Linked DNA regions of Mus musculus: region 1 is linked to region 2. The links are chromatin contacts, called in public HiChIP or PLAC-seq maps. All regions are on one chromosome and are shown on one strand. Each heading gives the region's core, a stretch centred on a gene start, on an enhancer-like site or on the middle of the called end of the contact. The rest is flanking DNA. Distances are from core to core; before and after follow the strand shown. Region 1 overlaps Ppp4r1 (protein phosphatase 4, regulatory subunit 1). Region 2 overlaps Rab31 (RAB31, member RAS oncogene family).

Evidence for each region. HiChIP or PLAC-seq counts read pairs in DNA pulled down with a chosen protein or histone mark.
Region 1: an H3K27ac HiChIP or PLAC-seq map of microglia shows a contact between it and region 2, with 4 times the contacts expected there. The contact joins two enhancer-like sites. A contact is called at or near these places in 1 of 39 promoter capture datasets (the C10 cell line), 1 of 484 Hi-C or Micro-C datasets (bone marrow-derived macrophages), 9 of 115 datasets of contacts at active chromatin or transcription factors (the HPC-7 cell line, bone marrow-derived macrophages, embryonic stem cells and 5 more) and 3 of 9 other capture datasets (adipose tissue, liver and pancreatic islet).

What each region holds. Positions count from the first base shown.
Region 1 is chr17:65,796,246-65,800,866 of GRCm38.p6, forward strand. The region is part of intron 2 of Ppp4r1 (protein phosphatase 4, regulatory subunit 1); the gene reads left to right. Among named protein-coding and RNA genes, the nearest start is that of Ppp4r1, 15 kb to the left of the region's middle. Within about 2 kb of position 2,401, at least 15 of the 459 cell types and tissues checked have an H3K27ac peak or open chromatin away from gene starts, as enhancers often do. A contact at or near this core is called in microglia, where this site is marked.
Region 2 is chr17:65,671,411-65,676,052 of GRCm38.p6, forward strand. The region is part of intron 5 of Rab31 (RAB31, member RAS oncogene family); the gene reads right to left. Among named protein-coding and RNA genes, the nearest start is that of Gm35477, 31 kb to the left of the region's middle. Within about 2 kb of position 3,356, at least 80 of the 459 cell types and tissues checked have an H3K27ac peak or open chromatin away from gene starts, as enhancers often do. A contact at or near this core is called in microglia, where this site is marked.

The sequences.
Region 1 (4,621 bases), core at 1,151-3,650, 120 kb after region 2:
GTGACAGATGACAGTGACTGCACTGGCTTTGTGCGCGTGCTCGGGAATCTCAGCGTGGCAAGCAGCTGAGCCCTAGTCTTCTCTTCAGCCCAGAACTTCACATTTTAGGCTTCTCTTTGTTACCAAGAAACAAAATCTTTTTTTTTGTTGTTGTTTTGGTTTGGTTTTGATTTTTTGAGACAGGGTTTCTCTGTATAGCTCTGGCTGTCCTGGAACTCACTTTGTAGACCAGGCTGGCCTCGAGCTCAGAAATTCGCCTGCCTGGGATTAAAGGCGTGCGCTACCACGCCAGGCTCAAGAAACAAAATTGTAAGCATAAAAGCATATTGGGACAAAATTCTGTGGTAAGAACGGAAAGTGATCACAAAGGAAGAAGAAACTGTGTAAAATTGCTTGCTGAGTGGATTTCTTCCTTTTTTGAGAAGGACCATTTATTTAGAGGACAGGATGCCTTTAAGTGATCCATGAGAGTGGGTAATATGAACTCATTCCAGATTCAAATTAATGATTTGAGCACACCCACCAGATCAACTAGGAAAGTATTTACACACAGTGCAATAATATTAAAACGAATCGCCTCCCTGTGTGTGATTTTATTTTATTTTATTTTTTTTGCTGAGTGTATTTCTTCTGTGTCAGTTTCTTTACACAACTGAGAATGGGCACCTCTCACTTCTGTGCTGACAATAGCTGCAGATTTGACATCTCAGGCTTTTGCACTGAGGCAGGTTTGGGCTAGCTTGGTGTTGGCTGTCTGGGTCTTTACATAGTATCCTGGAACTCACTAGATAGACCAGGCTGGCCTTCAGCTCGGAGCCCCACCTACCTCCTCCGCCTCACACTGTCTGTGTTTAAAATGAGCATCATCTTTTGGATTTTTTGCTAAGAAGGACTTCTCTATTCTGTTTCTCAGGCTCCAATCACATCTTCCACCAAGAAAGGGCTTCATTTCCGTATCAAGCCTTCTAGAAGAGTTTGTGGGTGCCCATGTGCACATGTGCATTTTTAGCTGTGTACCTCAGGTATACCTTTATGCCTGTTTTTAAAAATCAGTTGGTCCCTCCCTGCCACTATATAGTGTAGGTCCTATTCTACTTGCTGGTTTCATAGGATAAATGGAAACTTAACACAGAAGGAACATTGAAAATTCAATCTCTAGAAACAGTTCCAAAAGCAGAGTTGTGGAGTGGGGAAGTCTGTTGATGGGCTCTGTCAGACACTTTATAGCCAAGGAATGTCATTGTTGGTGCCTGACAGTCTTGGCAGCTCAGTGTGGTGTTGCACACCTGTATTCCCAATCAGGGAGGATCATTGTAAGTACAAGACACAGTTGGGCCACTCTGTAAATGATAAACACTACTCTAATTAAACAATTGGTCTAGTCGAGCTAGGTAGCTTATACGTAGCAGAGCACGAGAGATGAGCCTAGGCCTGGTTTAGATTTCCCACTTCTTTCTCAGTTTTTAACTTTTATATTTTAGAGACTACTTTTCTTAAAAAGCTGAAGATTAGGTTGTTTTCAACTACTTTGTATTTCTTTTGTGTGTAGGGAGGTGGGAGTCAGCAGGGGGTGGGTGCTGTTTGTAACTTTGTGTTTTTATACAGAGAAGTGTTCCATTGTGAACAGAAAGTCTCTTCATGATCCAGGATTAGAAGGATGTATGTGCTTAATTTAACTTACAGTGGGCAGCAGTTTTCAGTGGGCTTAGAACTAGGAATGGCTAGGTTCCCATCGAGATTCCACTCTATGGTTAGAACACATTTAGCCCCGGTTGGCCTCAACCTCATAACCCTCCTGCCTCGGCCTCAACCTCATAACCCTCCTGCCTCAGCCTCCCAAGTGCTGGGACCCCCAGGGCAGTCTGTACATAGTTAAGTTTGAGATCAGCTGGCTTACATGGCGAGATGGTCTCAAAAAAGAGAAAGGAAAGAAAGAGGCTCTGGTTAACAGACAGTAGCCCAGCGCTGCCCTTGCCTGGTAATCTATTCCTTTAACTAATATAGTCCATTTTTAGGTGGAGTGATGGTTGCTTGTTGGACTTAGGGCTGGTATTTTTCTGTTTGTTTTATTACTTTTTGCTTACTCCTTTCCTAAGTTCCTTTCATATTAAGTATTTTCTGATAAATCCATTTTTATTCCTGTGTTTTTCTCTGGTTATACCTTTTTGTATGTTTCAAAGATTATTCCCAGAATTGTAATTTTCTTCTTTAATTTGTGTTATCTTCAATTGAGAGGTAAGGTACTAGGCTGAGTATAGCTTAGTGCTTGCCTCCTGGGATTGAGGCCTGGAACTTCCAGCACTTTAAACAAAACGGTCAGAGAGGGCTTCTGGGTAAGACACTTCCTGACACCCCGAGTCCCAGTCAGAACCCACGTGGTGGAAGGAGAGAACTGACTTGTATCACATGTGCTGTGACACCTGCATATATACCCACAGGCACATGCCCCTGTACATGCTATGATAGAAACTTAGTGTGCTACTTCAATAAGCTGTAAAAACCTTGTAGTAAACCTAACCTTTGCATTTACATAACACCTTGATGCTGGGGCGGGAGGTTGTTATTGTTTTTTTTTGTTTGTTTTGTTTTTTTTAAGACAAGGTTTCTCTGTGTAGCCCTGGCTGTCCTGAAACTTACTCTGTAGATCAGGCTGGCCTTGAACTCAGAAATTTGCCTACCTCTGCCTCCCAAGTGCTGGGATTAAAGACATGTGCCACCTCTGCCCTGCAATGTTGTTTTATTTAAAGATACCAGTACTGTGTATATATGGTGTGTGTGTCTGTGTGAGTGTGTATATATATACACACATATGTACAGACTTTTTTTTCAGCAGCAGTGATAGGTTTTAAACAATTTTAGTGACATTTTCGTATGTGTCTATTACATATGACATAGATATATGCATACATATATCATATGTTCTCTGCTTGTATTATGGGTTTGGTTTTTTTTTTTTTTTTTTTTTTTGAGACAAGGTTTCTCTGTATAGTTCTGCCATGTTGTAGAGCAGACTAGCCTTGACTGAGTTTCTCATTATAACCTGTGGCAAGAGCATTTGCAGTGTGGGCAGGGTAAGATTTAAGTCAGTTTTAAGTCATCTGTAGTCAAAGCTTTATGGTCTTCATTAAGATGAAATCTATAGTCAAGAATGGATGAAAAAGTAGGTGTGGTAACATGCTTACAATTCCAGTATTTAGAATGCTGAGGCAGGAGGACTGTGGGTTAGGCCAGCTGGGGCACAGAGTGAGATCCTGTTTGAAAAGTTGAGTGTGGGGTTGGGGTGGGGACCTTTAAATAGACTAGGGAAGATAACTCAGGCCAGAGTGACACCCTTCCTGGGGCCACAATAGTAGATGTAGAAGTGAGCCTTCCATCAGTGTCTGTGCCAGAGGGGAGGGAGCACCCTTTTTATGGACATGTGGCCCCCCGTGACTGATAGAAGGATGATAAAAGATAGGAGCAGATATGGCTCTGTAATCCTCTAAGGGTGTGCCTTTCAGATGTGGCTGTTTGATGTATGTCTACATTTAAATTAACAAGGATATTTATCAAAATAGATGTCTATAGGCCTCATTCTAGACTTGCATAATCAATATCTGAGTATATGATCTAGGAATGTGCATTTTAGATAATTCTCCATGCTGGTCTTAAGCGCAGTGACGTTTAACAATAGCTGCTACCAGAGTCTTCCCTGCTTTTCCCACCTTTTATGAACCAGAATCATGTTTATCTGTGAACCCATGTGAGACTCTGATGAAACAGTTTGGTCATAGTCATAGAATTCTAGAGCCTGCATAAGGTGCCTGACAAGACCATGCCAGCTCAGCAGCCTGACAGTATGAAGGGGAAGACTGACGGCAAATAAGTGTCCAGTGGCTTCTACAGTTCTTTAGTTCACGATGAATAAGGTACCTTATGATTATAGAGTAGAAATGATGTGAAATTTTTCTGCACTAAGTAATTATTTCTATATGGCTTAGTGTTGGTTTTTAAACCCAGTTTGAAGTCTGTCTTTTAATAGACATATTTAGCTCATTTACAACTGGTTCCTAATTATAATATAGTTGGGTTTAAATTCCTCTCTGGCTCTTCTGTCTGCGGGTTCTGTGTCTCTCTCACTGCTTTTATATTTTTCCTTCTTTCCTTTGGGCTATTTATGGGCTTTATTATTTATTCATCTTTGATTTTTAAATATAGCAGTTGTTTTCAGGTTTATACATTGGTGTTTTAATTCTGGCTGGGACCCTGGCCTCACTAGTGTGTCTCATGCAGCAGTGTACCTGTGTTGCTGTCTTGGTGTGTTAGGTGGATGTGTGTACTTTGTGCTGTGTTGTCTGGGAGTGCCATGTGTTAGGTGTGTCTGTGTACCCACTGTATGCACTACTGGTTTCACCCCACACATTTTTGCTTCGCATTTCAGACCTAATACCTTTGTCTACTTATCCAGTTCCCGATAGCTTTGTTCCTCCACGAAGATCCCATCCTTTTATTACGTCTCCTACGAAATGTGTGCACGCTGCCATCAGTATTTGCATGCTTGAGAAAACCTTAGTTGACAGGTTTCTGGCTGTTGAGTTGATCTTTTCTTTCTCTTTAAAAATAGAGTTATGTGTATGAGTGT
Region 2 (4,642 bases), core at 2,106-4,605:
AGAGACAGACGTCTATCCCCTCCTGGAGAGCCTTGTGTTAGTGAACACACGGCTATCAGCATAGTGGTGCACCCAAAGAGAGATGGAAGTCCCTCCCCAGCCCTCGGACCTATGCATCTCTTCACTTGGCTGTTCTGACTTTGCAACCTTTATAACTGAACTGTAATTCTAAGTAAATGCTCCTCCGTGTTTGTTCTAACACGCAACATGAGGGAGGTCCTGGGAACCCTATAATTTTCCTAGTCTGCTGGGCAAACCTGTAGGTAATTTGGGGGTTACTAGAGACCCACAGGTGGAGTCTGAAACAGGGCATAATGGTGTGGTGTCGAGCCCCTCAGTGGGCAGAGTCTTCACCAGCTCTGGTCTGTGTCAGAATGGGACGGAATTATAAGACACTGGTTGGTGTCAATCAGAATGGTGTGACTACTGCCTGACAAGGTGAGAACTTACTTAGTCATGTACATAGATGCATAGATAAGAACTCCCCCAGGCTGAGTTTCAGAAGAAACTATGGCACAGGTTGGAAGGCTGCTGCCAGCAGCCTTCTTTAATTATGACTATGAAGGGCTATAATATGCTCATTTAACTCTGTGTGTGTGTGTGTGTGTGTGTGTGTGTGTGTGTGTGTGTGTATGTGTGTGTAAGTGTTTGGTCTACATGTATATCTGCTATATACACTCCTGTAGTGACCCGCATGACAAGCCAAAAGCCTGGACACAGTCCTGAGACGAAAAGTTCACGGAAACGTAGTCTCCTGGAACCGTGGCATCTTGTATAACGAATGCTCCAAACTTGTCCTTGTGAATGGATCTGTGTGCTTTCTTTCAGTATTGTTTTATTATAGGTGTCTCCAAGCAATGACTTGCCAAATACCTAAGCAAAATCGAACTTTGCTTCCTGGCCTTCACCAATGCCCTAGGTAGTCCTTGAGCTGACCCTGGGCTTGGAATTCAGTAAGAATGTTGCCTATTCAGTGACATTCAGAATTGCCTCTAGCATTGTAAGAGAAATAGTGAAAGAAATCAGGCATTATTATCTACTACATAGAGTTAGAAATCTCAGAGCAAGCTTAGCAAAGTAAGTTTAGAATTCTTATTATAGCTATGTATGGCAGACTACATTACTTATTAGTAGAAAGCCCCCCACACAATCAGTTAGAATAAAAGCCAAGTTGCTCCCATATACAGGAATTTACAATGGTTTAGGAAGTAGATTGGGCTGTGGTTTTAGAGTATTGCATTATTCATGAGAAGGTTAGCTAGAGCAGAACTCCCTAATTAGAACCATGACTTGGGCGTGAAAGCCCTTGCCCCAGGAGTGTAAAGACCTCACACCTGGCTTCTAAGAATGGAGCTGACTTTGTCTCAGTTGTTTTATTGCCCAGTTCCTGCCAGCCTTTGTGTTTGCATTCCTCTGTTTTGTGTAAGAGTCATTAAGCATCCGGTAACCTCATTGGACCTTGCCGATGTGTCACCTAACTTCCCTAATTTCTTCTGTATAAAAAGTTTGATGCTCCATTTGACAAATTACATTCAGATATAGCACACTCCCTCGTGTCTGTATTTGTTTGTCATTTTTCGTCAACTCTTTGCCCACCTGTCCAGAACTCTGATTTCTCCTGTGGATTGAGGGGGGCCAACTGAGGCCAATCTGCGGCATATATCTATATACCTCACACTTGCCTGGAGCCCAAGGAGCCAGAAACGGGCTATGGAGTCCCTGAACCTGGAATTACAGATGGTTGTGAGCTGCCACGTGGGTGCTGGGGAATGTTTTTCCTTGAGAAAAGTGGCCAGTACCCTTAACCATGGAGCCAATGCTCCAGCCCTGATATCCAGTGTTTCGAATACTCTTCAACAAATATTGAGTATCTGCTATATGTTGGGCATTGCGACAGGAATTGAAACAGTTAAGCTGAAACTAGATAGTCCAGGTCAAGGTACAGACATGAGGCAGTCAACTTCAATGGTACAAACTACTTATAGAATTTCTAGGCCATGCTATACACAGAACCACAAAGAAGTCACAAGCTGGAAAGTATAGATCGGGATCCCTCCTTCATCCTCTTCCCAAGCTGACCATATTCTGCATGTCCCTTCAATGTCAGCACTACTCGGGTTCAGAAGAGACTATTTAAGTCCACACCTTTTAAAACAGCTGGGTTATCCAGCTATAGGCTGGCTGAGTGGTCAGAAGGAAGACTGGAATTCAGAGCTTAGGGCCAGGTTCCATCCTTCATGGACCAGTAGGAAATAGGCAGGGCTGAAAAGGTAGAAAAGGCAGAGGCCGTGTATCCAAAGGTGCATCTGGCCCAGCTGGCAGAGGCTGTGCATCCAATGGTGCATCTGGCATAGCTGGCAGATCTGTGCTTTCAATGGCACAGCTGGCACAGCTGGAAGAGGCCATGAATCCAGTGGCATGTCTGGCACAGCTGGCAGAGGCTGTGCTTCCAGTGGCACAGCTGGCACAGCTGGCTTCTGACTTTCCTTACTTCTTGCTTCTTTAGTTGGTAACAACTACCTAGTGGTCAGATCTGAATTTCAGGACAGTTCTCTTGTCACTTGTGATCAGAATGGACCAGGAGCTCGGCTGACCCACTGCTGAGCACAGTGAGCCCCTAAGCTGGAGAGAGCATGGGGTTCACCTCCACTCAGCTCCAACTTCTTCCCCAACAGTGAGTAATGGGTGGCAGGACCCAGCCCATTTCGGACAGCAACAGTTCTGGCACAATTCTTTCTGTCTCTGAGTGACCAGAACTGGGGAAGGAATGTCTTATTCATAGTAACTGCAATCAAATTATCTTCTCACTAGACTTCTTTAAGTGGGAGCCTGAAATATTTACACTATAAAGGCCATTGGTACTTATTTCCCCCCCCCCATTAGTTTTTGAGATAGACTCTGGACCTATAGCCCAGGCTAGCTTGGAACTGATAATGTAGGCCAGACGAGGCTTGCTTTTAGTTAGTGTCAACCCTTCTGCCTGACACCCCAGAATCAGGCATTATACGTGCAATGTCTGGCAAAAAAAAAAAAAAAAAAAAAAAAAAAAAAGAAGATTTAAGAACAAAATAAAGCAAGAAAGTTCAAGAGTCTACCCTTGGCTAAGTGAGTCCCAGTCTCAAACAAATAAACAACAAATCGACAAAGATGCCTAGAGAAAGAAGTCAGAGATGTAAATAACTAATTTAAAGGAAATCAAAACCCCTTGGCATCTTAAGAAATCTTCAGGTGATTTTGTCTGCAGTTGTACAAGGACCCAACAGAACCATGTTGGGTAGACAGTGTGTGCTAGCTCAGAAGTAGTCAGTGGCTTACTTGTAATGCTAGATGACAAATCAGCTTAGTTGCTGTTCACAGAAAGAGGAGGAAGTCAGGAGGGGCCATTCAGACCAAACAGGAAGTGTGGTTAGTGCTGAGGTCAACTGGAAACTCAAAGAGACACAAGTTGGTCCACTCTTCCCAGAGGGCTGGGAAGAGGTTTCTGAGGTGAAGGTAACACCAATGGGAGACTCTTCAAGGCCCAAGCTCTGGAACTTATCAGCCTGGGTCTTATCAAGCTCTGGACAGCAGCCAGTTCTGTGTCTCTTGGACTCAGGCAGAAAGACCTGAGTTGGTCGCTTGTGTTGGAAGACTTCTCAGCAGGAGAGGGAGATCAGGACACAGTGTTCCTAACTGGGCTCTAGAATTTCAACAGGCCTGCACTGCCCAACAGGGGGTCTTTGTTTTGTTGTGAAGGGTGTTACCCAGCAACAGGGCAGCTGATTCTAACTTCAGGACTAGTCAGGTACCCACGGGTCTTCTCAACATCAGGGGGTCTCAACTAGAACAGTGAGTCCTCCTGAGGGGTCTGCGTCTGCGGGAGATCTGTCCTCCGCTGACTGGTCCTCTATAACCACCATGAAGTGCAGCATTACAACCATTGGTTTTAGGGAGAAGTGCTTGCTGAGGCCCAGGAAAGGTACCCAGAGGAGGTGAACAGGCCCAGGCACCAAACAGCACTCAAGAAGTGAGGGGTGATTGCCCGTCTGCCTCCACTTCCTTCCCATCTTAGTTCTGCATCCTTCATTTGACCCAACTTCTCAGGGTCTGTGCTAAGAACCCTGGTGCTGCAAAATGCTCACATCCTTAGATCAGTGTCTCTTGAATAAGTATGCATGAAGCTGTCTCAGCAGCAATGACAACATGGTACGGTAGACTCAACAGAATTTTCAGAGGATAGGATTCAAGCATCTTAGAGGTCAGTATTCCACAGACAAGTAGGAGATGTACCAGCTGTGTTAATCACCCACTACCATTAATGTGGATGCTTTCCAAAGATCAGGAATGTCTGTGTAGGGCTGGCAAGATGGCTCGGTGGTTAAGAGCACTGACTGCTCTTCCAGAGGTCCTGAGTTCAATCCCCAGCAACCACGCGGTGGCTCATGGCCATCTGTGATGGGATCAGATGCCCTCTTCTGCTGTGTCTGAAGACAGCTACAGTGTACTCGTATACATTAAATAAATTAAATGAATAAATAAATAAATAAGTGTTCTGTAACACACATGCAAAGCCACTTTGACAATGCTAAAAGTAGTAGAACCCTCAGCTCTTACGGACACTCAGATCGATTTACCTGAAGGAGGAACTAAAACTCAAACCAAC